Regions from separate parts of the Sus scrofa genome. Here regions 1, 3 and 4 are each linked to region 2. Evidence: chromatin contacts called from public HiChIP or PLAC-seq data. All regions are on one chromosome and are shown on one strand. The core of a region is the stretch at or near the end of the contact, and the rest is flanking DNA. Distances in the headings are between cores, read along the strand shown. Region 1 has its middle 11 kb from the start of CLASP1. Region 2 overlaps CLASP1 (CLIP-associating protein 1). Region 3 has its middle 19 kb from the start of NIFK. Region 4 holds the start of NIFK (nucleolar protein interacting with the FHA domain of MKI67).

Region 1 (6,522 bases), core at 867-3,366, 76 kb before region 2:
TAGGAAATAGGCCAAATACGAACCTTACACTTAATTTAAAAATTTGGGAGTTCCCGTCGTGGCTCAGAGGTTAACGAACCCGACTAGCATCCATGAGGATTCGGATTCGATCCCTGGCCTCACTCAGTGGGTTAAGGATCCATCGTTGCCGTGAGCTGTGGTGTAGGTCTGGGATGCGGCTCAGATCTGGCGTTGCTGTGGCTGTGGTGTAGGCTGGCAGTTGCAGCTCTGATTCACCCCCTAGCCTGGGAGCTTCCATACGCCAGGGGTGTGGCCCTAAAAAGACAAAAAAAAAAAAAAAAAAAAAATTTTTACTTTTTTCTTTTTCTTGCCTGCATGTGGAATTTTCCAGACCAGGGATTGAACCCATGCCATAGCAGCAACCTGAGCTGTAGCAGTGACAACGCCAGAGCATTAATTCACTGAGGCATCAGGGAACTAAAAAACTTGCTGATTTCTTAGGGCCTCATGTACCTTTTAATTTTTTAACTTTTTAAATTTTTTCACTTTTTAGGACCGAATCCACAGCACATGGAGTTACCTAGACCAGGGGTCCAACTGGAGCTGCAGCTGCCGGCCTACACCACAGCCACAGCAACTCGGGAACCGAGCTGCATCTGCGACCAAAACTACAGCTCACACAACTCTGGATCCTTAACCCACTGAGGACAGGGATCAAACCCGCATCCTCATGGATGCTAGTCTGGTTCTTAACCTGCTGAGCCACAACCAGAACTCCCTCCTTAGCTTTCTTTGACTCACCCACACCTGCTAAGTGGCCCCCTTTATGTTCTATTGTTGTAATTACTATAGAGTAATTGCCAGCAATGCTCACCCAGGGGCACATCAAATTCTGGCTATGGAGAGTCTCTCAGATGATGTATAAAGGAAAGCAAATTGCCCTTTCATTTGATTTTTTTCTTTCTTAAAATTTTTATTTTATTTTACTTTTTAATTTTTTTAAATTTATTTTTTTATTTGATTTTTTTCTTAAAAATGTTTTTTTCTACTAGAGTTGATTTACAGTATTTCGTCAACTTCTGTAGAGTAAAGTGACCCAGTCATACATATTTATACATTTTTTTCTCATTTTATCTTCCACCAGGGCCTCATTGCTTATGATTTTTTTCTTTTTATGGCTGTCGCCATGGCATAGGGAAATTCCCAAGCTAGGAACTGAAACAGAGCTGCAGCTACTGGCCTACACCACAGCTACAGCAACACCGGTGGATCCAAGCTGGATCTGTGAACTACACCACAGCTCACGGCAATGCTGGATCCTTAACCCACTGAGCAAGGCCAGGGATCAAACCTGCATTCTCACGGTCACTGTGTCAGGTTCTTAACCCGCTGAGGCACAACAGGAACTCCTGATTTTGAAAGCCTCTAATTGGCTCTTTGCATTTGGATGGGTAGGTTGGGCCACTGTAATTTGGCACAGTCCGATGTTACTTGAGAGACCTCACTGATGGCAACTCCAAAGGAAAGCCTAAAACTTAAACTCTATTATGGGCTGCTTTTTGGAATTTGCTTTTTATCCTTATAAAGGGGGTGAGGAATGGTCCGCAAAAAGCCTGAATAGATCCGGATTCAGACACACTGGGCAACAGGTAAAGCTTAAAGGACTATTCAATCACGTGTTTGGCATCAGAGCTGCCCATAGAACCTCCTGGATTTGTCATGCTTCTTGCAGTTAGAAACCCGACTTTCATGCCACCTTTGTTACCCAGAAGTAGGTTTTTGTAATATAAATTACACCACTTGTGACAACACTGGAAACTGGAACTGTCCTCTCCATTAAAGATGGAGTGACTTTGGAGCTTGTGACTAGGTTAAGTGGCTTGTCTGGATCATGCAGTGAGTTGACAGCTAGGGGTGCATCCCTGACCCTATCACTTCTATGCCAGCAGCCACAGTAGTGTTTCCAGAGGGGCACCCCAGTAGCAGAACACCTGGCCAGGTGAGGAAGCCCATGAGAGGCGCGCCAGACACCTATACTATCTTCAGCGGGTGATACTTACTTGTAAGTCAGGTAATGAATGTAATTGCACTCCAGGGAGTGGTTGCCAACGTGATTTAGCAAACTTGTTTCTCATCTCCTATTTTTATCACATGCAAAAGACACACCCGCCTTTGCCTGCACATTTCTGTAACACACACCACTTCTCTAGCAAAGGGACTACTGTGTCCTGAGCAGTGCAAATCCAGGTTCCATGGGGGCTGTGATGCCCATGTGGATAGACTATCTTGTTGCTGTTCTTCTTGAATTTTAGTTCTAGAGATATAAAATATTTTCTTCTTCACTGAGATTCTTGAAGAAGATGAAGTAAAGCTATCCAATTAGATGTAAGTACTTATTACTAAAGTATTTAGGCTAACCTGGATTAGAAGATATTTCCTGAGTCATAGGAAGAGAAAGAAATCTTCTCACCCAGACTTTAGTGATTTCTGTTTGTTAGGGCATGCTACCAAATCCTTTAAGAAGTTGTTAAAATTTACAAAAATATATGTTTGAAGAATACAGTCATACATTTAAAAAATGACTGGAGTTCCTGCTGTGGCACAAGGGGATCAGCAGCATCTCTGCAGCACCAGGACAAAGATTTGATTCTTGGCCCAACACAGTGGATTAAAAGATTAGCAGTTGCTGCAGCTGCGGTGTAGGATGCAACAGCAGCTCAGATATGATCCCTGGCCTGGGAACTCCATGTGCCTTGGGGTAGCCAAAAAAGAAAAAAGGAGAAAAATGCTTGCCAAAAATTTTTATGACCCAGAGATAATCATTTGCTAATATTTAAAAAAAATTTTTTTTTCATTTTAGATGGTTTACAGTGTTCTGTCAACTTTCTACTGTACAGCATGGGGACCTGGTTACACATACATGTATAGATTCTTTTTTCTCACATTATTATGCTCCATCACAAGTGACGAGACATAGTTCCCAGTGCTATACAGCAGGCATTTGCTAATATTTTGATGTATTTGCTTGCAGAACATTTTCTTTCTTTTTTTCAGTCTTCTGTCTGTATTTCTTTTTTGCTATTTAGGGCCACACCTGTGGCATATGGAGATTCCCAGGCTAGGGGTCCAATTGGAGCTACAGATGCCTGCCTCTGCCAGAGCCACAGCAACAACATCAGACCTGAGCCACATCTGCAACCTACACCACAGCTCGTGGCAACACCGGATCCTTAACTCTCTGAGCGAGTCCAGGGATCGAACGTGGAACCTCACGGTTCCTAGTTGGATTCGTTTCTACTGCGCCATGACGGGAACTCCTGCAGAACATTTTCTATGCCCAAGCTGAACTTCCTACATGAGCTAATACCTAGGCACCTAGCAATCTAAGTAAAACATAACCAGAAAGTAGATACCAAGAGGTAGAGCTGAAGATACTAATAAAAAATGTCATCCTCAAAATTGCGGGAAAAAATCAAGAAAAGGCATACAATCGTAAAGGTGGTAGGGCCTTAGAGGCTCCAAGCACAATCTTTTACACTGTGAATTGGCTCCTGAGAAAAAATGTGACCAGCTGAGAGTAAGCAGAGCCAGAACTAGCATCCAGGAACCAAAGCTTTCAGAACAATCTCCCTGCTCTCCCAGTGCTTTTAACCCATTTATTATATACAGGACTGGATTTGTTTTTTTTTTCTTTTTAGGGCTGCACCCATGGCATATGGAGTTTCCCAGGCTAGGGGTCGAATTGGAGTTTCAGTTGCTGGCCTACACCACAGCCTCAGCAATGTGGGATCCGAGCCTCATCTGTGACCTACACCACAGCTCACGACAACGCCAGATCCTTTAACTCACCGAACAAAGCCAGGGATTGAATTCCCATCCTCAGGGATACTAGTTGGGCTTGTTATTGCTTGAGCCACAACGGGAACTCTCAGGACTGGATTTAATGATTCATAAACCCTGGCTTTGAAATGAACATGCTTGGTATGAGAGAAGAACATTATGTCAGCAGATCCTTTTCAACCCACTCAAGTGATATTTGGTAGAGATTAGGTCCACTACTGAAATGTTAAATCAGAGAATGTTAGAATAGCAAGAAACTGGAGCAGTCCTACATAGCTTATGGCCCCATTATACAGAGAGGAAAACTGAGGCCCAGAGAGGGATGATGCCCAGCCAGTTTGTGGCAGAATTGGTAGTAGATCTCATTCCCTGACTCAACAGGTTCTAAAGACACTGTGGCATATTGGTCATCAAAAGAGAACTTCCAAAACACCCTACGTCCTCTCGATCAATGGGAGCCCAGTTACTCTGCCTTAGTTACTTGGCCTTCAGCTGGACTACCCAATTGCGACAGTGAGCCTAGGCAATGGTCAGCAATGACTGCCAACTTCACAAAAAGAGACCATTGGAAATGATATGCCTCCTGATGAATGTATGAGGTGGTTTTCCTGAAAAATTTAAATCTGAATCAGAATAAAGCATTCTGGAGTTCCTATTATGGCTCAGTGGTAACGAACCTGATAGGTATCCATGAGGATGAAGGTTCAATCCCTGGCCTCGATCAGTGGGTTAAGGATCTGGCATTGCTCTGAGCTGTGGTATAGGCCAGCAGCTGTAACTGTAATTTGACCCCTAGCCTGGGAACTTCCATATGCCGTGGGTTTGGCCCTAAAAAGACAAAAAAAAAAAAAAAAAAAAAAAAAAAAAAAAGCATCCAGCACAAGCAAGTATCGAGGAGGTAGAAGAACATGTTAGAGACTCCCAGAAATATACATTAGAAAAATCTGGAATGTGGGAAACCTACAGAATAAGAGTTTCTTCAATAAGTCAGTATCAAGGAAAAAATGAGATGGGGGGGCATCTACATATTAAGAAAGATCTAAGAGTAGAATGCAATGTATTTGCATTGTTTGGATCCTGATTTTTTTTTATATTTATTTGCTGTCTTTTTGTAGGGCCGCACCTGCGGCATATGGAGGTTCCCAGGCTAGGGGTCTAATAGGAGCTACAGCTGCTGGTCTATGCCACAGTTACAGCAGTGCCAGATTTGAGCCATGTCTTCGACCTACACCACAGCTCATGGCAACGCTGGATCCTTAACCCACTGAGCGAGGCCTGGGATGGAACATGCCATCTCATGGTTCCTAGTCGGATTCATTTCCATTGTACCACGAAGGGCACTCCCCTGATTTTTTTTAAATAAATTTTTTTTAATAAAGTATAGTTGATTTACCATGTTGTACCAATTTCTGCTGAACAGCAAAATGACTCAGTTTATATATATTCTTTTTAAAATATTATTTTCTATCACAGTCTATCCCCCGAGACTGGATATAGTTCCCTGTACTATACAGCAGGATCTCATTGCTTATCCACGCTAAATGTAATAGTTTGCATCTACCAACCTCAAATTCCCCATCCATCCCACTCCCTCCTCCTTGGCAACCACAAGTCTGTTCTCTATGACTGTGAATCTGTCTCTGTTTTGTGCCATATTTTGGACTCCATGTATAAGTGATATTATATGTTATTTGGATCCTGGTTTGAACAATCTACTTAAAAAAAACAAGGAGACAGGTGCATTAATACCCCATTACATGATTAAAAAGGATCACAAAGCATTTTATGAACAACTGAATGCCAACAAATTAGGTAACTTAGATGAAATGGATCTATTTCTAGAAAGACACAAACTTGAAATTGACTCAAGAGGAAATAGTAAATCTGAATAGATCTGTAACAAGTAAAGAGACTAAATTAGTAATAAAGTTACAAAACAAAAGTACCTACAAAGAAAAGCTAAGGCCCAGACAGCTTCACTGGTAATTCTTTGAAACATTTAAAAAGAATACATGGGAATTCCCATCTGGCTCAGTGGTTAAGGAACTCTACTAGCATCCATGAGGATGAGGGTTCAATCCCTGGCTTCACTCAGCGGGTTAAGGATCTGGTTTGCTGAGAGCTGTAGTGTAGGTTGCAGATGCAGCTAAGATTCAGCATTGCCGTGGCTCTGGTGTAGGCCAGCAGTTACAGCTCTGATTGGACCCCTTGGCTGGGAACCTCCATATGCCGTGGCTGTGGCCCTATTAAAAGAAAAGAAAAGAAAAGAAAATGCTAAGGAAGCCACTAAAACTTAATAAATGAATTCAGTAAGGGTATAAGATTAATCTGTAAAAATTAATTATATTTATTTTTAAATTTTTTTAATTTTTAATTTTTTTTCAATTTTTAAATTATAGTTGATTTACAATGTTCTGTCAATTTTCTATAGTACAGCAAAGAGACCCAGTCACACATACATATGTACATTTTTTCTCTCATATTATCACCATCATGTTTCATTACAAGTGACTGGCTATAGTTCTCTGTGCTATAATTATGTTTCTATAAGATCAATGTTCAGGATACAAGATCAATGTGTAAAAAAAATTATTTTTTGTCTTTTTAGGGCCTCTCCCATGACACATGAAGGTTCCCAGGCTAGGGGTCGAATTGGAGCTGTAGCCACAGCAATGTGGTATCTGAGCCTTGTCTGCCACCTACATCACAGCTCACAGTAAC
Region 2 (6,862 bases), core at 4,149-6,648:
ACTTTCAGCTTTCATTTCATTCTGGCCTCCCACTAACATAGGAATCAGAGGCTGCTTTTCTCTTCCCTGGCCTGTTGAAGTAGCTTTCTGACCATCTCCTCCTCCAGGCTAAGTGAGCTTGAGGCCTTGGCTGCTCTACTGCCTGCAGTAGAAAGCCTGGACCCCTGACCGTGATTTCCAAAGCCCGCTAGTACTTTTCTCCCACCACATTCCCTGCACAGGGAAGCCTCATGCAGTGTTCCCTGCCCTCACCCCCAGCGGGTACCCTCCCCAACCCCTACCACGTGCTCTGTCTTCTGCGTGGTAGCCTCTTGTCCTTGTCACACCCCCTTACATGGTTGAAGGTGCAGCTTCAATGCTGTGGTTATCTGTAAAGCCTGCGCTGCCGCTATTTCGAAGTTGACATCACTTGTTCAGTAGCTGGTGCTCCTGTAGCACTTGGACCACAGTTCATTTTTGCCAGACCGTGTTTTGCCTCACACTGTGGCCATCTGCATATTTGTTTCAACAAATATGCACCAATGCTTTCCAGGTGAAAAAGACCTTGTGTCTGTGAACTCCTTGCCTACAGACGGACCCTGCAGATAGTCATTGCTTATGACATTTGATCATATTCAACTGCTGGCCTGTGCTTGAGATGGCCTTTTCTTTTTCTTTGTATGTTTTGTTTAATCTGCCTTGTCATTAAAAACAAAACCAAACCCCACTAAGACAATGTCCCCTCCTGTAGTTGTATCCTAATCCAGGATAGTTTTATGGGGGGACTCTTGTGGGACCAATCTGTAGATGTGGTGGTCCCCGCAAGGCAGGAGGATTCTTGTGGCCTCTGGATCCCATGGGCGGCACTCATTTCTCAGAGGATGGGGGGTGGGGAACACCTGGGAATCAGCCAGGAATGGACCTTGTTTCCTTCCTATCTAATAAGTCTGGAAATGAGTTTTGGTTGGATGAATGCCTTGGCATCCATCCTAACCTTTGTTAGTATTTTAAGAACTGGGTTTTATATTGTGATGCACTGCCAGAAAATTCCAACTAGGAAAATCATGAGGCTTACATAAAATCACCCGGAAGGAAATGTAGAAATATAAAGTGTGGTTTTGGAGTTCCCGTCATGGCTCAGTGGTTAACGAATCCGACTAGGAACCATGAGGTTGCGGGTTTGATCCCTGGCCTTGCTCAGTGGGTTAAGGATCCAGCGTTGCCGTGAGCTGTGGTGTGGGTTGCAGACATGGCTTGGATCCCGTGTTGCTGTGGCTCTGGCGTAGGCCAGCAGCAACAGCTCCGATTAGACCCCTAGCCTGGGAACCTCCATATGCCGCGGGAGCAGCCCTAGAAAAAGCAAAGACAAAAAAAACCCCAAAAAAACAAAAAAGTGGTTTTGATGTTGTAAAAGAAATATTGATACAGTCACACCCCTCCCCCTTTGCGGGGTATGTCGGTGACAGGTGGCCCGAGGCCAGGAGCCCAGGGACCGTGAGGGCTTCCTTAGGTTCTGCCTGCAGTACAGTCGGGGGTGTGGGACTCCATGTGAACTGCGGCCACACAGGATTTTCATCTAGAGAAGGAAATTTAGAGAAGCCAATCTTCAGCCCAGGAAGATTGGCTTCAGCGTGGAGAGGCCGTGTCCAGCGTGGAGGTCCCGTCTGTGTGCCCTCCTCCTCCTGCCATAGCAGTGGCATCCAGCATGAGAAGGAGGGGCACTTCTCACTGTGTCAGCAAAGCAGTGTCAGCTGTCCATTTCCTCTCAGAGGGAGAGAGAGTAAAGGCCGACACAGGAGCTCAGGCTTCTTGGGGACGAGCACTTGCATCATTACTGACCTTTAGATACTTGGACAGCTTTTTTGCCCTTTTGCTCTTAAAACTGAAACCCAGACAATAACTTTGCGACCTTCATGCTTATTTCCATTTTACGGAGGAGGAAAACGAGGCAGCCAGGGAAGTCATTTGCTCAGAGTTGTACCCCAAGCACGTAGAATCGTCTAGGTCAGAGTCGGCCCCCTCACCACTGTGCAGCACTGTTGTGTCCACACAGTTCACACCCTGGATTGGCCTTGACACGCCTCCAGTGTGCACAACCCTGATTCTGTCGTTGCTCGGCCTGGTCCTGTCCTGTGTCTTCCCATTGTCCTTGGAGTAAAACTGCAGACCTTCCCCCGTGCTGTAAATGACCCTGTGCCCTGGCGCCTCTCTCTCTGGGCCTTCTTCCCACCCCCGCTGCCCTTTGCTGTGCTCCAGCCACCCTGGCCTCCCGTCTCTGGAACGTGCTTCAGAGGCCTTTCTGCGGCTGCTTGGCTTGCTCCCAGATGGCTGGTGTCGTGAGCCGCATCCTGTCATTCAGCTCTCAGCTCAGACCTCAGCCTTTAGGAAGCCTTCCTTCTCTGAGCTCCTGGCCCAGTGCTCTCTCCCTTCAGCCAAGAAATTCGCCCTGTCCCTGGTCCCCCACTCCCACATGTGTTTCCTGACAGCAGAGCCCGGAGCTGTCTTATTTTACTACAGAATCTCCACTGCCTAAAATAGTGCTTGGGACACTGTGGCTGCTCCGTAAGTACTTACTGAGTAAATAAACACGAGGAGGAGTTGAACAGTTGTGTCTCTGGAAGGCCCCTGGCCTTCCCAGAAGCAGCATTTTAGAATCCTCTGGCTTAAAGGATATATGACCTCAGCTCTGGACACTAAAAAGGCTGCCGTTTGTCACCCTTGTCCCTCCAAACTCTGCCACCGCCCAAACCAAAACCTGCCGAGGGAGCTGATCTCCTCCAGTGTCTCAGCAGTAAGTGAAGACAGAACCTGACAGTTACCTGAGGTTTCTTGGGAGGCATTGCTGGGCCTCATCGGATGCTGGAAAGGAGCTCTTGGACTTCCGTTTAGCACAACGACAGTGTCTGTAATGGTGACCCTGAGACATGAAGGAAGGCTCAGTTCCAGAACCTTCTCTGTAATAGACATGTCTGCTACTTTTAGGAGGTTTCCATGAACTGAAGGGGAAGTTCAGACATTTGGTAGCAGCTCTCAGGTACCCGGAAAAACCTCTGTCCAGGTGGACTTGCCTGTGGGCCTGTGACTTGCTTAGCGCCAGGCTGTCTTTGCCTGAGCTCACATTTGGCCTTCACCTGTCTAGAACACAGCCTGTTCCTCCCCTGGCATCAACGGCATTTTGAGGTTTCTCAGGGTCCTCAGATTATCTGATTGGACTGGCCCAGTGTGAGTCACTAGTGGTGACTTGGTCACAACTGCCCTGGGGTGCACAGGGAGGGATGTGGGACTTCTGACCCTGCTGGGTGGAGACAGTACTTTAGTACTTGGGCTGGGCTTCGTGAGCAACCCCCCACCCCCACCCCACCCACCTTCTGCCCCATTGCCTTTGGTCCGTGAACCTCAGAGCCTGTTCATCATGGGCAAGTGTGTAGACCCTTCCATACTGGGCCTCTCCCGCTCCTGGCTTTCAGTGAACATTTCATACTAAGAAAAAGCCTTAAAAAGAGCCTGCAGGTCTTTAGAAGTTTATCCATTCATTTTCCAGTTTTCCAGCCCCATCTAAGAAGACAAAGGTGGTCACATAAAGAAAGAGACATTGTGGGAGTTCCCTGGTGGCGAGAGGGTTAAGGATCCGCCATTGTCATGGTCTTAGCCCAGATATTGAACTCTTGGTGTTCATGGGCCTCTGAAGCATTTCTTTTCTTTCTTAATATCTCTTTATAATCCAGGTTTCTCTTTGGTTCCTTGGCTTAATCAGAGGATGATGACAGGGTGAGTGGGTTACAGATTTATTTGCCCACTTCGCAAATTTGTTTTTGAGAACAAGAGATGTGCCAGTTGCTGAGGAGAGAAAATTATACTCTGGTCTCTGAACAGGTGATTTCCAGCAGAGTGGACGTGGTTTGCGCCCGAGGACCTTGTGTCGGATGGTATAGCTGGCCAGTTAGCAGAGGTGCCACAGACAGCCTGGGCCCAGAACCCCCTCCTATGGGAGGAGGCTGCAAAAGCTGGGCTGGTCCTGAAAGACCAGGATTTGAACAGGTGAAAAGTGAGCAGTGGCAGTAGAAGCACAGCTGACCAGAGCGGGCTGGAAGGTTCCACTGTGACAAGTTGGTCTTGGAAGCCAATGCTGCCTCCCAGGCACTGGAGGCCTCGGCTTGGTTCTCCTTGGGAACCAGGCGGCACTGAGCACAGGACTGGCCCCCGGCAGCACTGGAGCAGTGTTCAGGGCATGAAGGAGGCTGGGGATGATGCCTGGAGCTGCCGTCTGCCAGGCAGGAGCTGCCCCAGGCCTGTGCTGAGCTCTTCTCGGTGGATCATTTCACTCCATCCTCCCAGCTGTTGTGTCGTTACTGTTGTGACTCCCCTGCAGTGGGTGAAGCGATCCATCTGGCCTGAGACCCAGCTACTGGTTCAGAACCCAGACTCTTCACCAGCACAGTGGTTCTTAGAAGGATAGGCAGGGCTGGACCTCGGAGGGCATGAATGCCACGCCAGGGTGGTCAAGCTGGTTTTTCCCCAGGCTGTGGGGAAGCATTTAAAGTTTTTGAGCAGGCTTCTACAGTGTTCTGAGCTGCCCTTTGGAAAGTTAAACAGTTATACTTCTGTCTAAGCTGACTTGGGATCGAATAGGAGGTCACCAGGGAACAGTTCAGTGAGATGAGCGGTGATAAGGTTGCGAGTGGATTCTTGGAGCATTGGGGGAGAGCTGGGAGGAGTTTGAGCACTTGGCATTGGAACGTGGATATTCTCCCCAGGCTTTGTGGTGGCATCAGAGAGTAAGTTAAACTTGAGCTTGTGCTTTGCACACATGAAGCCCTTGAGGTAACAAATTGAATTCACCGGCTCTGCAGTGCCTGTGGTTTCAGAACTTTGACTCTCCCTGCGCTAATAAGCATGTCCTGTGTGCAGACACCTGAGGCATTCTGCTTGTGAACCATATCTTTGTAGTTCTCTATCCTAGTTCCACGGGCAATCAGAGCCTTTCAGAAAAAGAGAGGCCCAGGTCATTTCCATTAAATGTTTATACTTGATGGACTGGTCCTTTTAACATTGACTATAGTGCAACACAGAACATGCTACAATGCACTGCAACTGTGTTGTTCATAAAGTAGTTCCAGCATTTACAACAATGAGAACTCAAATTATACCCTAGCGTGTGATCTGATAATAGGGCCCAAGAAATTCGAGGGCCTTTGAGGTCTGGCCAAAGACTCCACTCGTTTTCTCCCCATTTCTCTTGTTTCTCCCCACCCTGCCCTGCTTTGTGGAAGGACCTTGAAACAGTTGCTTCCGAGGCACCTGAATAGTTAATGGGCTGGTTTCATTAGAATTATTTGGTAGCTTGGATTAAACCAGTGAAATCTAAGAAGGGTGCTGCAGATCCATTAATAGGACTCCCAGCTGTCAATCTACAGAGACGCGAAGGCCGGGAGCCTGGTGCTGATGGCTCTTCCCGCAGGCTGGTTTCTGACCTTCCCAGAAACTCCCCTGTAGGAATCCTTCACTCTCTGTTTTCTGGGCGTTTTCTCTTCAGAAAAGAGACAGAGCTCAGGGCCCTTGTTCAGAACCTTCCCTGTGGGAGAGAAGGAATTGCAGCAAGTTTAGATATCTATTCTTTGTGCATCTCGACCCCAGTGTTGCTGTACATGTCCAGCCAGAGTGTGCAGGTCCCCTGCTTACGAAGGCTGAGCCAGAGAGTTACATGGGCAGGGGAGGGGAGGGGCGGCCCTGCAGGCTCTGGGCCCTCGGCCAGGACAGGGTGAGTGGGGAAGGTCACAGTGAGCTCAGGGGACACGGCTCTAGCGCAGAGTGTTGGTTGGCTGTGCATGTGGAGAGAAGCTTTATTTCAGAGATCAACGAGAGCTTTTTGCTTCTTTAGGAGGGCGCCTGGTGGCTGTGCTGGTGCCCTGGAGGTCACCACAAGGCGGCCCCTTAGGAACAATATGCCCAGGGCTTCGGCCACGGTTAGAATTGCTGCAGAGGGCGGGCATGCCAGTTGTTGAGCCAGCATTTACTGAGAGCCTGTGTGGCTTGGGGATATGGAGCAGCATCGGGCACAGGTCCTACCTTGAAGGACGCCTGCCTGGGGAGACCCTGCGTCCTTTCAGCCTGAGCCAGTCTCCCTTTGTACCTGTTGCCTGGTATCACTGTTTTTTTTTTTTTTTCTTTCCCCCACTTTTAAAGTTTTATTGAAGTACAGTCGATTTACAGTATTGTGATAATTTCTGCTGTACAACAAAGCAATTCAGTTACACATATGCACACATCCATTTTTTCAGGTCCTTTTTCCATGGAGGTTACCACAGAATATTGAACCGAGTTCCCTGTGCTATACAGCAGGTCCCCTGTTGACCTTCCATTCCATACAATACTGTACACATGCCAGTCCCAAACTCTCAGTCCATCCCTCCCCCAGCACTTCCCCTCCATTAACCAAAAGTTGTTTTTAAAGCCTGTGAGTCTCTTTCTGTTTTGTAAATAAGTTCATTTGTATCACTTTTAAAGATTCTACATATAAGTGATATCAAATGATGTTTGTCATTGTCTGACTTCACTTAGCACGATAATCTCTAGGTCCATCCATGTTGCTACCAGTGGCATTATTTCATTCTATTTTATGGCTGAGTAATACTCCATTGTATGTATGTATCACATCTTTATCCATTCCTCTGCTGATGGACATGTAGGTTGTTTCTGAGTCTTGGCTATCGTGAATAGTTCTGTAGTGAACACAGGATGCATGAATCTTTTTGAATTATGGGTGTCTCTGGATAGATGCCCAGGAGTGGGATTGCTGGATCGTATGGTAGTTCTATGTTTAGCCTTACTGTCCTCTATAGTGGCTGTATTTACACTCCCCCCAGCAGTGTGGGGGAGCCAGTCT
Region 3 (6,633 bases), core at 2,445-4,944, 110 kb before region 2:
TCAAATCCCACCTACACCACAGCTCACAGCAATGCCGAATCCTTAACCCACTGAGCGAGGTCAGGGATCAAACCTACATCCTCATGGATACTAGTCAGATTGGTTTCTGCTGAGCCACCACAGGAACTCTGAGATGATGTGGTTTTAGCTTGCCTTTTTTTTTTTTTTTTTTTTTTTTGGCTGCCCCTGTGGCATGGGGAAGTTCCTGGACCAGGAATTGAACCCATGCCACAGCAGTGACAGCGCTGGATCCTTAACCTGCTGTGCTATCAGAGAACTCCAGTTTTAGATTTTTGAGTCAATGTGTTACCTATCCTGACAAAACAAGAAGAGAAAGTGGGCTTCAAGTATCCTACTTAAGTTCACAGTAGAGTATGAGTTATTAAATTAGATGTCAAAGCATTGTGTCTATTTTGCAGTGACCCTCCAGCTTTGCCAAAAGAATACAATTTATGTTGACACTCCCAGACCAAGTACTCAGCACAGTATTCCCAACTCAGGAAAGCGACAACCAGAAGAATTAGAAAATTTTAAATGGAGTATCTCAGCATAATATTTCTTGACCTGTAAAAAATGAGAATGAGACTGTAACATTTCCAAATGGCTTCCTTGATAGCCAAACAAGGAGAGATTTACCAATGACAAAAACAAGGCAATTGTGTTATGTTGTAGCAACTGAAGAAATGTATCCAGATAAGTAAACTAAAAAACAGCCTTTCAGCAAGAACAGTTGCTTTGAAAAAAGGGAGCAACATGAAGAGTCCATTTAAAAGTAAAAGGAGTTACTGCTGAGGTGCAGTAGATAAAAAATCATGGGAGAGAATGGGGAAAAAAGTATATGTAGGTATAACTGAATCATTTTTAAAAAAGATTAAAGAAATACACTGTTAAGTGAAAAGGGAGAGTTCCCTGGTGGGCTAGTGGTTAAGACTTGAGGCTTTCACACTGCAGCCCATGTTCAGTCCCTGAGATCCCACATCATGCTGCTGCACACCATAACCAAAAGTTGAAAAAAAAAATTTATGTGAGTTCATAGAGGAGTTCCTGTTGTGGCTTAGCAGTAACAAACCTGGCTGGTATCCATGAGGCCACAGGTGTGATCCCTGATTTCATTCAGTGGGTTAAGGATCTGGCCTTTCAGACTTGGTTCAGATCCCATGTGGCTATGGCACTGACCGGCAGCTATGGCTCCAATTCAGCCCCTAGCCTGGGAACTTCCATAGGCCATGGGTGTGGCCCTAAAAAAAAAAAAAAAAAAAAAAAAAAAAAGTTCATAGATTATCCAATAGTCAAATTTTTTTGGCCATTCCCACAGCATGTGGAAGTTAAGGGGCCCAGAGCCACTGCAGTGACAATGCCAGATCCCTAACCTGCTGTGCCACAAGATAACACAGATAATTTTTTTAAGTGAAAAAAACTACAGCCTGGATAAAAATATTTGCAAAGGACTTTTTATCCAGAATAGACCTCAAAACAATCCACACAAATTGTCACATGGAACCCAATTTCTGCATTCTGACCATAAAATGGAAAGTAATAGAGACTATTTTTGATTACCATTAAGGACTTGCAAGGTATGATAATGAATATTTGTTAAATATTTGCATGTGTCAGATATTGCTGTAAGCACTTGCAGTATATTAGCTCATTTAATCAGAGCAGCCTATGAAGTAGACACTACTGTTACTATCTGATGAGACTGAAGTCCTGAGGACTCAAGGAGTGGACTTGCCATGGGATAGTATACAGTGAGCCAAGTGAGCTGACTCAACCATTAGATTTCCTCCCAACAGGGGTGGGATTGAAATCTAGACTGTTAGTGACAGTGAAAAAATGTTAAGATGCAAAAGCCTTGTGCTGAGAGGACCTGGTGACTTTGAAATGGGGGCAGAAAAGGAGCGCTGGGACATCAGGCCGGGGACATTGCATGCAAATGAGCTATTCTTATGAGCTCAGTTTTGAAGTAATGACGGCAGCCTAACACTAGGTGGCAGTAGAACTCAGGCACTGAAAATCAACAACTCACGACATTCACTGAGACTGGCAAAAATTCAAAATTGTTAAAAGGGATTTATATCCTAAAGTTAACATTTTTTTTAAAAAGGACCTCCCATTGTGGCGCAGTGGAAACGAATCTGACTAGTATCCATGAGGACGTGGTTTTGATCCCTGGCCTCCCTCAGTGACTTAAGGAACCTGCATTGCCATGAGCTGTGGTGTAGGTTGCAGGCATGACTCCTATCCCAAGATGCTGTGGGCTGTGGTGCAGGCTGGCAGCTGCAGTCCGATTCGACCCCTAGCCTGGGAACTTCCATGTGCAGCAGGTGCAGCCCTATAAACAAAAAGACCTTCCTGAGCAGCATAATTTTATACACACTACACATATAAACAGAGCACCAATTTCTACACAACTATAGGGCAGAAACTGCCACTGTGAAATAAGCAACTGGGTGCTTAATAACGGTCCTTTGGGTAACCGGTTATTGTTAAAAACATATTTGCCAAAGGATTTCTGATCACCAGTAATACAACATACTGATGACGTGAACCGTGAAGGTTTTTAACTTATAAAATCGTGTGTGGTTATGAATAAGTACTACTTAGGATAATTGTACACTAATTATGGGCCAGTGGTTTTCTAATTTGGTGTTCCCCAGTGTATATTAGAATTTGGTGACTGGATTTAAAAAGAAAAGCTCATACAAGAGAACTTGGCTTTATTTATCAAATTTATCAACACTAAATTTGTGAATTCCCTTCGTGGCTCAGCGGGTCAAGGATCCAGTGTAGCAGCTTGGGTCACTGCTGTGGCACAGGTGTGATCCTTGGCCTGGGAACTTCCACATGCTATGGGTGTGGCCAAAACATTAAAATTAATAAATAATCACAGTCTTTAGTTCATAATATTCAGAGTATTTTCTTTTTCCTTTTTTGGCACGTGGAAATTCCAGGGCCAGGGACTGAACCTGCATCACAGCAGTGACACCAGCCACTGCAGTGACAATGCTGGGTCACTCACCACACCGCAAGAGAACCCCCAGAGTATTGCCTACTTTCCACTCCCTATGCTCATTTTTTTTTAAATTTTTATTGATATACAGTTGATTTACAATGTTGAGTTTGTGCTCATTTAGTTTTATTTGTTATTCATGAGGTCCGAATTATAAGCAAAGGAAACACTGGACTTAGGTTTGGGGGCATTTTTCTGTTTCAATTAGTAAATCTCAACACTTGGGATTATTTTTCAATTGATACGTAGGTGACATATTTCTGGCCATTTTCTGCTCAGAAACAAAAAATATAATTGTTTGGGAAGTTAGGGCTTCACTTGGGTGGAGAGTTACTGTCCCATTGATGCAGTAACAGAAGATTTCACATGCTGATCTACAAATTTGTCCTGTTCCGGAAAGCAGTCTGTTTTAGAATTAAATTGCTTACCCACTTACCCAGGATCTGGGCGGCCTGCTCTGCTTCTGTTTGTGCTGACAGAAAGAAGGAAATGGATCTGTGGCGGTGATGTGGAAGTTACTTTTCTGTGCTGATAAGAGGCCAAGTTTAGAATCTCCCCTGTTATAAATAAGTGCTGTCAACCCTAGGAGGCCCAGGAAAAGAAGCGCAGACATTCGATACTTGCCAAACATAGTTTCCGCAGCAAATGTGCCCCAAGTAAAGCTGCTGTTCCCTGGCAGCTCTCTTGGGGGAAGCGCTGCAGCACTGGCGGTGGAGGGGGAGCACAACGTTTGCAAGAGGAACCAAGGAAACGATCCTAAGTATTCCTCCAAGAAACTACTCAGATGGGTTTTTGGCCAAGAGGGATGCAAGACAATAACAGACAATGTTTTCTTCTGAAGGAAGGTGTCAGTTTTTCTTCTATTTCTGCTTTAACACTTAGGTAGATGATAAATGTTTTGGATTTTCTCTAATTAACTTTTTTCTTTTTGGCTGCATCCAGAGCATGCAGAAGTTCCCTGGCCATGGATTGAATCCATAGTGACCTAAGCCACAGCAGTGACAACACCAGATCCTTAACCCACTGGGCCACCGGGGAACTTCTCTAATTAGCTTTTTTTGGTTTTTTGTTTGTTTGTTTTTCTGGCTGCCTTGAGGCATGTGGAGTGCCTGGGATCAAATCCAAGCCACAGTTGTGACCTAAGTTACAGTTGTGGGAACACTTGATCCTTAACCCACTGTGCTGGGCTGAGGATCAATCCTGCATCCCAGAGCTCCCAAGACACCACTGATCACATTGCACCACGGTGGGAACTCCTCCTCTAATTAGCTTTTTTAAAAAATAAGACTTCCCTGGTAGTAGAGCAAGCTAAGGATCTGGCACAGTCACTGCTATGGCACAGGTTCAATCCCTGGCCCAGAGAACTTCCACATGCTGCAGGCATGGCCAAAAGAATAGAAAACACTACTGATGGAGTTCCCGTCGTGGTGCAGCAGAAACAAATCTGACTAGGAACCATCAGGTTGTGGGTTCGATCCCTGGCCCTGCTCAGTGGGTAAGGATCCAGCATTGCCGTGAGCTGTGGTGTAGGTCACAGACGTGGCTTAGATCTGGCATTGCCATGGCTGTGGTGTAGGCCAGCAGCTACAGCTCCGATTAGACCCCTAGCCAGGGAACCTCCATATGCCTCGGGTGTGGCCCTAAAAAGACAAAAGACGAAAAAATAAATAAATAAAAATACTACTGATGCATGCCTGGTCTAATAAAAGCAACAAACAAATCTTTTAGTAAGTGTAAATTGTGTTTCCTACCTTGCAAATTTCTACATGGCCAGTTATCTGATTTGATGTTAACAGAGATTCCGCCATATAAAAGGCATGGTTCATAATTTATGATTTTCTGGTGACTGTTTCCTGTTAGTTTTTCAATTTAAGTTATTGCCTAAATAGGTAATACATGCACAAGGTACAAAATTGGAATGGTTCTGAGAGGTACCAAGTGAAAAGTCAGTCTGTCTGGTCCTATTCATATGCTCACCTCACTCAACTCACCAGCCGTGTCCTTCCCCTGGAGAAGTGTTCTGCCTCATCCCCGTGGGGTGCTGCCCCCAAGGAAGTCGTCCAATCGGTCCCTTGAAGAGAGAGACCCCGTTTGCTTCCCTTTCGTTGTCTGTTTCCTCTTATTCTCGTTTACCTCTGTCTCCCCAGCCCACCCCAACCACCCACATTCCTAAGGGCAGGAGCTTTGACTGCTCCATTTACACCCCAGTGATGGAAACAATGCTGGTACATCAAATTTGTTTCTTTAACCCATTCGAAACATATTTGTTGGAGTTCCCTGGTGGCACAGCCGGTTAAGGATCTGGCATTGTCACTGCTATGGCACAGGTTCCATCTCTGGCCCGGGAACTTCTACAAGCCAAGGGCTCGGCCAAAAACAGAAGGAAAAGGAGTGTCTTCCAATCCATGGGTATCTCAGATTCCACAAACTGTGATACCAGCCACATCAGCGACATGCAAACCCTCAGTGCCAGGGGCCCACGCTGCTGTAGGTGCCCCTTCATGTGCCCCTCCACCCCAATCATCTCCATCTTAGCTCCCAGCACAGGGTTATTTCCCAGTCAATATTCGCTACTTAGTATCTTCTTTTGTCCTCTATTTGTCCAATGGAAATATTTCTCAGTAACTCATCTTCCTGTTTTGGAAATGGCACTCTGTGGACCCAAGTCATTGCCTTTTATTTCCTCTCTCAATGGATTAATTTTCTTCCCTCCCAGGGAATGAAATCGGTAGATATTGGGTAAAGCCTGGCCAGGGGATGATGGGGATGGTGATGTGGGGATGGTGTTTGTGTGTGTGATGGGGGTGGTGATGAGGATGGTGATGGGAGTTGGGGGGGTGATAGGGTGGGGATGGGGGGATGGTGATGGAGGTGATGGATGGGGTGGGGTGGTGATGGGGGCTGATAGGAGAGGTGATGGGGGGATGATGGGGGGGTGATGGGGGCCCTCTCTGGCCGTGCAGGAACTCACTCGTGACCACGGTCCAGCCCTTTCTCCTCTCTAAGGCTGGGCGTTTGGATCAGGGGAGGAAGTTAGGCACTAAGGTGGCCAGTCTATGAGGCCTTTCTGGCCCTCAGTTCTAGAGTCTCCTTTGTGTCCACCATGGATGCTCAGATGCTCACTGGAAAGCAAGCCTGGCCGCTTGCCCAGCTGCCCTTGGGGCCCTAGCCACCTGGGCCTCTGCTCTCTCAGCTTCGATGTAAATGCACCCCCTCACCGGGGCTCCCCAGTCCCCGATCACTGTCACAGGTCAGAGAGTGTGAGCTGTGAGGAGCAAGGGACACCCCACCGGAGTGACCACTCACTTGTCCCTCTCCCTGGGACTAGGTCTTTGTGTGCCCACCCCCACCTCCTCTTCCACACCCAGCAGCCAGTAGCACAGGACAGGTGCCCAGGAACATGGGTGACTAATGACAGTGAAAATGGGAGAAATGCCTCAGCTCACTGGGAAGGAGGAGAGCAAAGGAGAAGGTTGTCTTTTTTCTTTCTTTTCTTTTTTGGGCCACTCCTGAGGCATATAGAAGTTCCCAGGCTAGGGTTTGAATTTGAGTTGCAGCTGCTGGCCTACATCACAGCTCCAGCAATGCCAGATTGAAGCCAATTCTGCAACCTGCACCACAGC
Region 4 (6,332 bases), core at 1,115-3,614, 130 kb before region 2:
CTTGAAGGGCAGTGAACCCTATGAGCAGCTACCCCTCTCCACTCTCCCCACCCCCATCCCTCCAGGAGCCCCCCCCCCGCCCCCCCCCGCTTTGCCAAGGTCATTGCCACACTCAGGGTCTAGATTCGGGGTTGTGCATGAAGTTAGACCTGGCACAGGGCAAGATGTGGCCAAGGTGATAGTCACAGAGAAGGACAGAGAAAGAAAATTTCCCTCCCAACTTCAGGTCCTGTGGCCCTAAACTGAATACAGGCGGAATTTTTAGTTGTCAGGTGACATGTCCTGAGGCTGCACTATTGAGACTAATGAAACAAATGACACTTTCTCTCCACTTCCCCTAAAATTGTCCCTTTCAGCCCAAAAGCCCTGTGACTGAGCAAGGGTCAGCCAGGCAGGGCTGAGCATGCTGACTCATAGCTGGAAGGTTGGATGACCCCTCAGGGACCAGGCACAATGGATGGAAAAGGAGGAGAAGAGGAGGAAGGCGAGCAGGGCTGGGTAGGCACCTCAGCCCCACCTCTCAGAGTCTTCTGTTCCCAAGACCCAGCTCCCTAGATACTCAGCACACCCTGCCTTACCCTGAAGCTCTGACATCAGCCCTCACCATGCTACCTACCCCATCCCCTGCCAGGGGCTCCAGTGCATAGGTGGTGATGGTGGCCCCATAGGAAAGACATGCCACTATTGAGTTCCCACAGAGGGGTGGCATGGTGGGTGGTCAGTGGGGGCAAAAGAAAGGAGAGACATTCATTGAGCACACGCAGCCACACACTCAGGTCTGTAGAAGTGTCTGGAGGCATTTGGTTGTTAAGTGACTTGGGGGGAGAAGGGTGGTGCTGACATCAGGTGCTGGAGACAGGGTGCCAAGGCAGAGTGGGACACACAGTCCAGTGAAAAATTGTTCTACCCAAGAAGCCTCTGCCCTCTACAAGAAAAATCGGAAGGAGAAAACGTAATACCCAAATTTTAGGTAGTGCATTTGTTTTCATTGGGCAATCTGCCACCTCTGTCTCCCATACTGGCTGGCATGGACTACTACTGTAGCCTTGACTCCCTGTTTCTTCAGTCCACCTGCCACCCTAACTAGTGGAGTTATTTGAAAGGTATGAACAACCACAGCCTTCCATAAAACCCTCCCATTCCCCTGCATTTACAATAAAACCCAAGCTTTCAACCTTGACAAGCAGAGCCCTGGAGCTCCCACCTGCACCCTTGGTCCTCACCCCTTGCTGAGCTCCAGCCACAATGGCTGGTCCCTTCTTTCCAGCCTAAGACCTCCATGCCTGCTCCCCATGCCTTCAGGTCTCAGCTCAAAGCTACCTCCTCCGGAGGCCCTCCTTGCCACCCAGGATGCCTCTCCCCCAATCTCTTCAGTATCTCACATAGCACCAGACCCACCCTCAGACGTCCTTTATCTGCCCCTCCCCCCAAGCTCTAAGTTCCCCAAAGGCAGCAGCAGAGGGACGCACAATAAGAGCTCAAAAAACAAGTGAAAAAGGAAAATAGGGGAGTTACCATTGTGACTCAGTGGTAACGAATCCGACTAGTATCCATGAGGATGTGGGTTCCATCCCTGGCGTTGCTCACTGGGTTAAGGATCCTGCGTTGCCAGGAGCTGTGGTATGTGGAGTTGCTATGGCTGTGATGTAGGCGGGTAGTTGCAGCTCCGATTCAACCTGTAGCCTGAGAACTATGCTGAGGGTGCAGCCCTAAACAGCAAAAAGAAAGAAGATAAATAGAAAAGAATTAATGGTTAGCAAGACCTCAAGGGCACGAGTATTGTTTTGGGGTTGGTTTCGTTTTTGGTTTTGGTTTTTGACTGCGCTCAGGACTGGAGGAAGTTCCCTGGCCAGGGATAGAAACTGCAGCAGCTACCTGCCCTGAGCCAACCCGCTGAGACACCAGAGAATTTCTGGAGTCGATTGTCTAGGGGTCAAATGAAAGCTGCAGCTGCCCGGCTTACACCACAGCCACAGCAACACCAGATCTGAGCTGCATCTGTGACCTACACTACAGCTCACGGCAATGCTAGAACCTTATCCCAGTGAGCGAGGCCAGCGGTGGAACCCACACCTTCATGGATGCTAGTCGGGTTCTTAACCTGCTGAGGCACAATGGGAACTCCCTGGAGTTGGTTTTTATCCCAACCCTGGCCCTTGAAATGTGAGGGCCATAGAGGAAACGCTAACAAGCTATTCACAGCAATTTTGGGGAGCTGGCAGGTGTTAGAGTGAGGTCAGCGGCTGTTGAGGCAGGGGACGCCGGAGCTCGCTGGACCCTCCCCGCGCCCCGCCCAGGCCCCACCCCCTGCCGCGCCGCGTCGCGCCCAGGCCCCGCCCTCACTTCCGCTTTGGAACCCTACAGGACTCGCATTTCCGGGAGCTCCGCGTGGATTTGGTTAGCCCGGTAGCAGGCTTAATGGCGGCTCTCGCTGCCCAGGTTGGGCCGCTCTTGTCCCTGAATCCGCAAGAAGATGCTAAGTTCCAGAAGAAGGTAGCGCTGGCTCGCCGTCGCGCAACCAAGGTGAGTGGCCTGCGCGGCCCCAACCGCGAGAGGAGGCGGCTGGCGCGCCCTGGGCCTTCTGCCCAGCGCGTCTCGGCAGCCCCACGCCTGTGCCTCAGCAGGGTCACCCTGGAGGCCCCGACCCCAGGAGACTCCGACCCCAGGAGACCCCGACCCCAGGAGACCCCGACCCCAGGAGACCGAGGTTTTCCCGAGAGGACCGAAAAATGAAGGGGTGGGTGTTGGGGTGACGATGGAAAAGAGGAGGCCAGCCGATGGGAGCGCCCCTTGTACCGCAGATCAGCCCCAGATCCGAAAGAGCGTTCTTTGGCTCTGCCCCTGTAGGGAAAATGTGGCCTCTGTTCACTGGCACTAGTTTGGGAGTCGGAGTTTTGAGGAAGAGAAAGAACAGTTTTATTGCTTTGCCAGGCAAAGGAGGACACGGCAGGCTAATGCCTCAAAGCTATGTCCTGACTTGAGAGGGGATAGCAAGGGGTTTTATAGGTTTAGCTCGGAAGACAGGATTATTGATTAAGATGTCTATGTTATTCTTAATCCATAGATCATTTCAAAGTAGTCAAATCCGGAGTCAGTCGGTTTGGTGATGGTTTCTGGTTGTCTTCAGGGTTATCGTCCCTTGACCTTCTCTCTGGAATAAAGACTGCTTAAGGGGAAGGGGTGTCAGAAGAGTGTTTCAATTATAAAAGAAAACATTAGGTGCAATATAACTCTGATTAGAAAGTAAACATTAGTAATAAGTTAGCAGACCAAGGCAGGACACAACATAATGGAGACTGTTTTAACTAGGTTTTAGCTGTAACAGTATTTTCTAATCATTAACTCTCGAGTCAGCCTTTTGAGACTGAGGGGAGGCCTGGGAGACTAAAGGAAAGGCCGTTTATTTCAAAACACAAAGATTTAGGGTCTGGTACATGGTTTCATCCCCAAATTGGGGAGGTTCGGTTGCCAGGTCCATGGTTTTGGAATCCTTAAGAGACAATTTTTGCCAGGCTTCATTTGCTTACGACTAGGGGCCCTGACATAAAGTTCTGTTTCCCAAAGGTTTTAGCATAAAATGCATTCCCGGAAAACTTAAAAGTCCTTATTATAGAAAACAAGGGTATGTTGGAGGTACTGTTAACTAACGTCTTAAAATAGTTGACTTAGGTGAGTACGAATTAAACGATGATCTGCAAAACTGTACTTATGTGGAGTTCTTAGGCCAGAAGATTTTGAATAATGCGTTCAAACCATTGATTCACCGTATACTTACTGAGCATTGACTTTGGGGGCCTGGAATGGGGACGCTGAGAAGACAGTCTCCTGCTTGACAATTGTCTTTGTGGGGAGATGGACATTAAACAGTTAATTTTTATATTCTGTTGTGCTAAGTGGAGATGCAGGGTAGGTTCTTATCTGTTGTCTTAGACTGAAAGCAGGGAGTTTTCACAGGATTTGTTGCAATGTGTTGTTGTTTCTTATTTAAAAAAATATTTGCCTGGTCTTGATGTCTTCAGCAACCAGAGAAACAAAAACTTACTCCTGGAGTAATCTATGTGGGCCACTTACCTCCATCGCTATATGAAACCCAGATCCGAGCATATTTCTCCCAGTTTGGCACTGTTACAAGATTGAGACTGTCCAGGAGTAAAAAGGTAAGTTTTTTTTGGATTGAGATAAGTTGTTTCATTTTCCAAAAGAATATCACCCTTGACAGTGTATGGAGCATGTTCCTTATTATCGCTCCCTCTAGAAAGGGGTGGAGCGAGAACTAGAACCTGAAACAGCTGTGAGAGCAAAATCACTATTCCTGTTAATGTTTTACTGTTTACAAAAAAAAAAAAGTGATTGCCTTAAGTCCTCAAATTAAATTGACTGTCCTAATAAGTGAGTCATATTTGTGCTGTGACTACTAAGCCCCATGTACATGAACTTCAGTTTGAGGAGCTGGTTCATAGTCCCTTTGTAAAAGCCTCTGATAGCGAAGGTTGGTCAGGTGCATCGTTAGAGTAAGGATGGAGCAAGGCTACATAGGTGTGAGGCCTGGCTCCACAGTTAACCAACTGTGTGGCTTTGGACAAGTTATTTATACTCTCATACTTCAGTTTTCTGATTTGTAAGATAGAAACAAAATAGCACTGACATCTTAGGAGTATCTGAGCAAAGATTAAATGGGGTAATGACTGAAGGTTCTTAGAACAGTGTCTGAGCCACAAAGTACTATATAATGTTGTTTTGGGGAGGTTTTTTGCTGGTTTGTTTGGTTTTTTTTTTTTTTTTTTTTGAGGTCATACTAGCGGCATATGGCGGTTCCCAGGCTAGAGGTCAATTCAGAGCTACAGCTGCCGGCCCCAGCCACAGCAATGCAGGATCCGAGCTACATCTTCGACCACGTTACAGTTAACAGCGACACCAGATCCTTATCCCACTGAGTGAGGCCAGGGATCAAACCCAAAACCTCATGGCTCCTAGTCAGATTCATTTCCACTGAGCCACTATGGGAACTCCTATATAATGTTATTTTTGTATCATACCTTCACCTGTCCTGATAAAGAACTGATTGTGTTGTTTGTTTCAGTAGGGAGGGGAGGCCCACTTTATTTTCTTTCCCCACACTCACTTATTGGCTGTAACCATAGAGCTCTTGTTCTTGGAATCTTTTTTTCTTGTTACAGTTTTTCCACACTTTCCACTTGAGTTGTAACAGATCAAAGTTAAATTTTATGTTTGGGAGTTCCTGTCCTGGCTCTACAGAAACAAATCTGACTAGCATCCATGAGGACGCAGGTTCAATCCCTGACCTTGCTCAGTGGGTTAAGAATGACGACTCGGATCTGATGTGGCTGTGGTGTAGGCCAGTGGCTATAGCTCTAATTCAGCCCCTAGCCTGGGAACCTCCATGTGCCGTGGGAGCCAAAAAAAAAAATTTATATTTGATTTGGCACAAGTGGGGATAGGACACACACTAGCTGGATATTACGTTTTATGTTGCCAAAGCAACATCTCAACAGTAAAGGGGATTTTAAATTTAAAATGCTTCAGAGGAAGTGTCCATTGACAGGAATGGATAAAGAACATGTGGTGCATATATGCAATAGAGTATTAGTCATAAAAAAAGAATGAAATAATACCATTTACAGCAACATGGACGGATCTAGAGATTATCATACAACATAAATTAAGAGAAAGACAAGTACTGGAGTTCCCATTGTGGCGCAGTGGTTAACGAATCCAACTAGGAACCATGAGGTTGAGGGTTCGATCCCTGGCCTTGCTCAGTGGGTTAAGGATCCGGCATTGCCGTGAGCTGTGGTGTAGGTTGCAGACGTGGCTCGGATCCCACGTTGCTGTGACTCTGGCGTAGGCACGGCTACGATTAGACCCCTAGCCTCGGAATCTCCATATGCCTCGGGAGCGGCCATAGAAAAGGCAAAGACCAAAAAAAGAAGAGAGAGAAAGACAAGTACCATATATTACTTATACATGGAATCTTTTTGTCTTTTTTTTTTTCTTTTATTCCCTGCGGTATAGGGAGTTCCGGGCTAGGGGTCAGAGGGCTGGGTATTGAACTTGCCTCCCAGAGTTCCCAAGGAGCTGCCAATCTAGATGCGCCACAGAGGGAACTTCTGTATGTGGAATCTCTAAAAAAGATACAAATGAACTTACTTGCAGAGCAGGAATAGACTCACAGACTCTGAAAACAAACTTAATAGTTACTAAAGGGGACAGGTTCAGGGAGGGGTGGACTTGGGGTTTGGAATTTGTGTGTGCACTCTGAGGTGTATAGAATGATTGGCCAGCAGGGACTTGCTGTACACCACAGGGAACTC

Evidence for each region. HiChIP or PLAC-seq counts read pairs in DNA pulled down with a chosen protein or histone mark.
Region 1: an H3K27ac HiChIP or PLAC-seq map of skeletal muscle shows a contact between it and region 2. The contact joins two enhancer-like sites. A contact is called at or near these places in 3 of 47 Hi-C or Micro-C datasets (embryonic fibroblasts, omental adipose tissue and skeletal muscle) and 1 of 2 datasets of contacts at active chromatin or transcription factors (skeletal muscle).
Region 3: an H3K27ac HiChIP or PLAC-seq map of skeletal muscle shows a contact between it and region 2. The contact joins two enhancer-like sites. A contact is called at or near these places in 15 of 47 Hi-C or Micro-C datasets (alveolar macrophages, blood, embryonic fibroblasts and 7 more) and 1 of 2 datasets of contacts at active chromatin or transcription factors (skeletal muscle).
Region 4: an H3K27ac HiChIP or PLAC-seq map of skeletal muscle shows a contact between it and region 2. The contact joins the promoter of NIFK here to the enhancer-like site in region 2. A contact is called at or near these places in 1 of 5 promoter capture datasets (fetal liver), 6 of 47 Hi-C or Micro-C datasets (blood, epiblast stem cells, liver and 2 more) and 1 of 2 datasets of contacts at active chromatin or transcription factors (skeletal muscle).

What each region holds. Positions count from the first base shown.
Region 1 is chr15:29,768,460-29,774,981 of Sscrofa11.1, forward strand. No RefSeq gene overlaps it. Among named protein-coding and RNA genes, the nearest start is that of CLASP1, 11 kb to the right of the region's middle. Within about 2 kb of position 2,117, at least 1 of the 83 cell types and tissues checked has an H3K27ac peak or open chromatin away from gene starts, as enhancers often do. A contact at or near this core is called in skeletal muscle, where this site is marked.
Region 2 is chr15:29,841,258-29,848,119 of Sscrofa11.1, forward strand. The region is part of intron 3 of CLASP1 (CLIP-associating protein 1); the gene reads left to right. Among named protein-coding and RNA genes, the nearest start is that of CLASP1, 62 kb to the left of the region's middle. Within about 2 kb of position 5,399, at least 19 of the 83 cell types and tissues checked have an H3K27ac peak or open chromatin away from gene starts, as enhancers often do. A contact at or near this core is called in fetal liver, liver and skeletal muscle, where this site is marked.
Region 3 is chr15:29,736,542-29,743,174 of Sscrofa11.1, forward strand. No RefSeq gene overlaps it. Among named protein-coding and RNA genes, the nearest start is that of NIFK, 19 kb to the left of the region's middle. Within about 2 kb of position 3,695, at least 14 of the 83 cell types and tissues checked have an H3K27ac peak or open chromatin away from gene starts, as enhancers often do. A contact at or near this core is called in liver and skeletal muscle, where this site is marked.
Region 4 is chr15:29,718,586-29,724,917 of Sscrofa11.1, forward strand. It overlaps NIFK (nucleolar protein interacting with the FHA domain of MKI67), which reads left to right and starts at 2,365. Exons shown (of 7, transcript NM_001101827.1): 1 at 2,365-2,523; 2 at 4,020-4,157. The coding sequence starts at 2,419.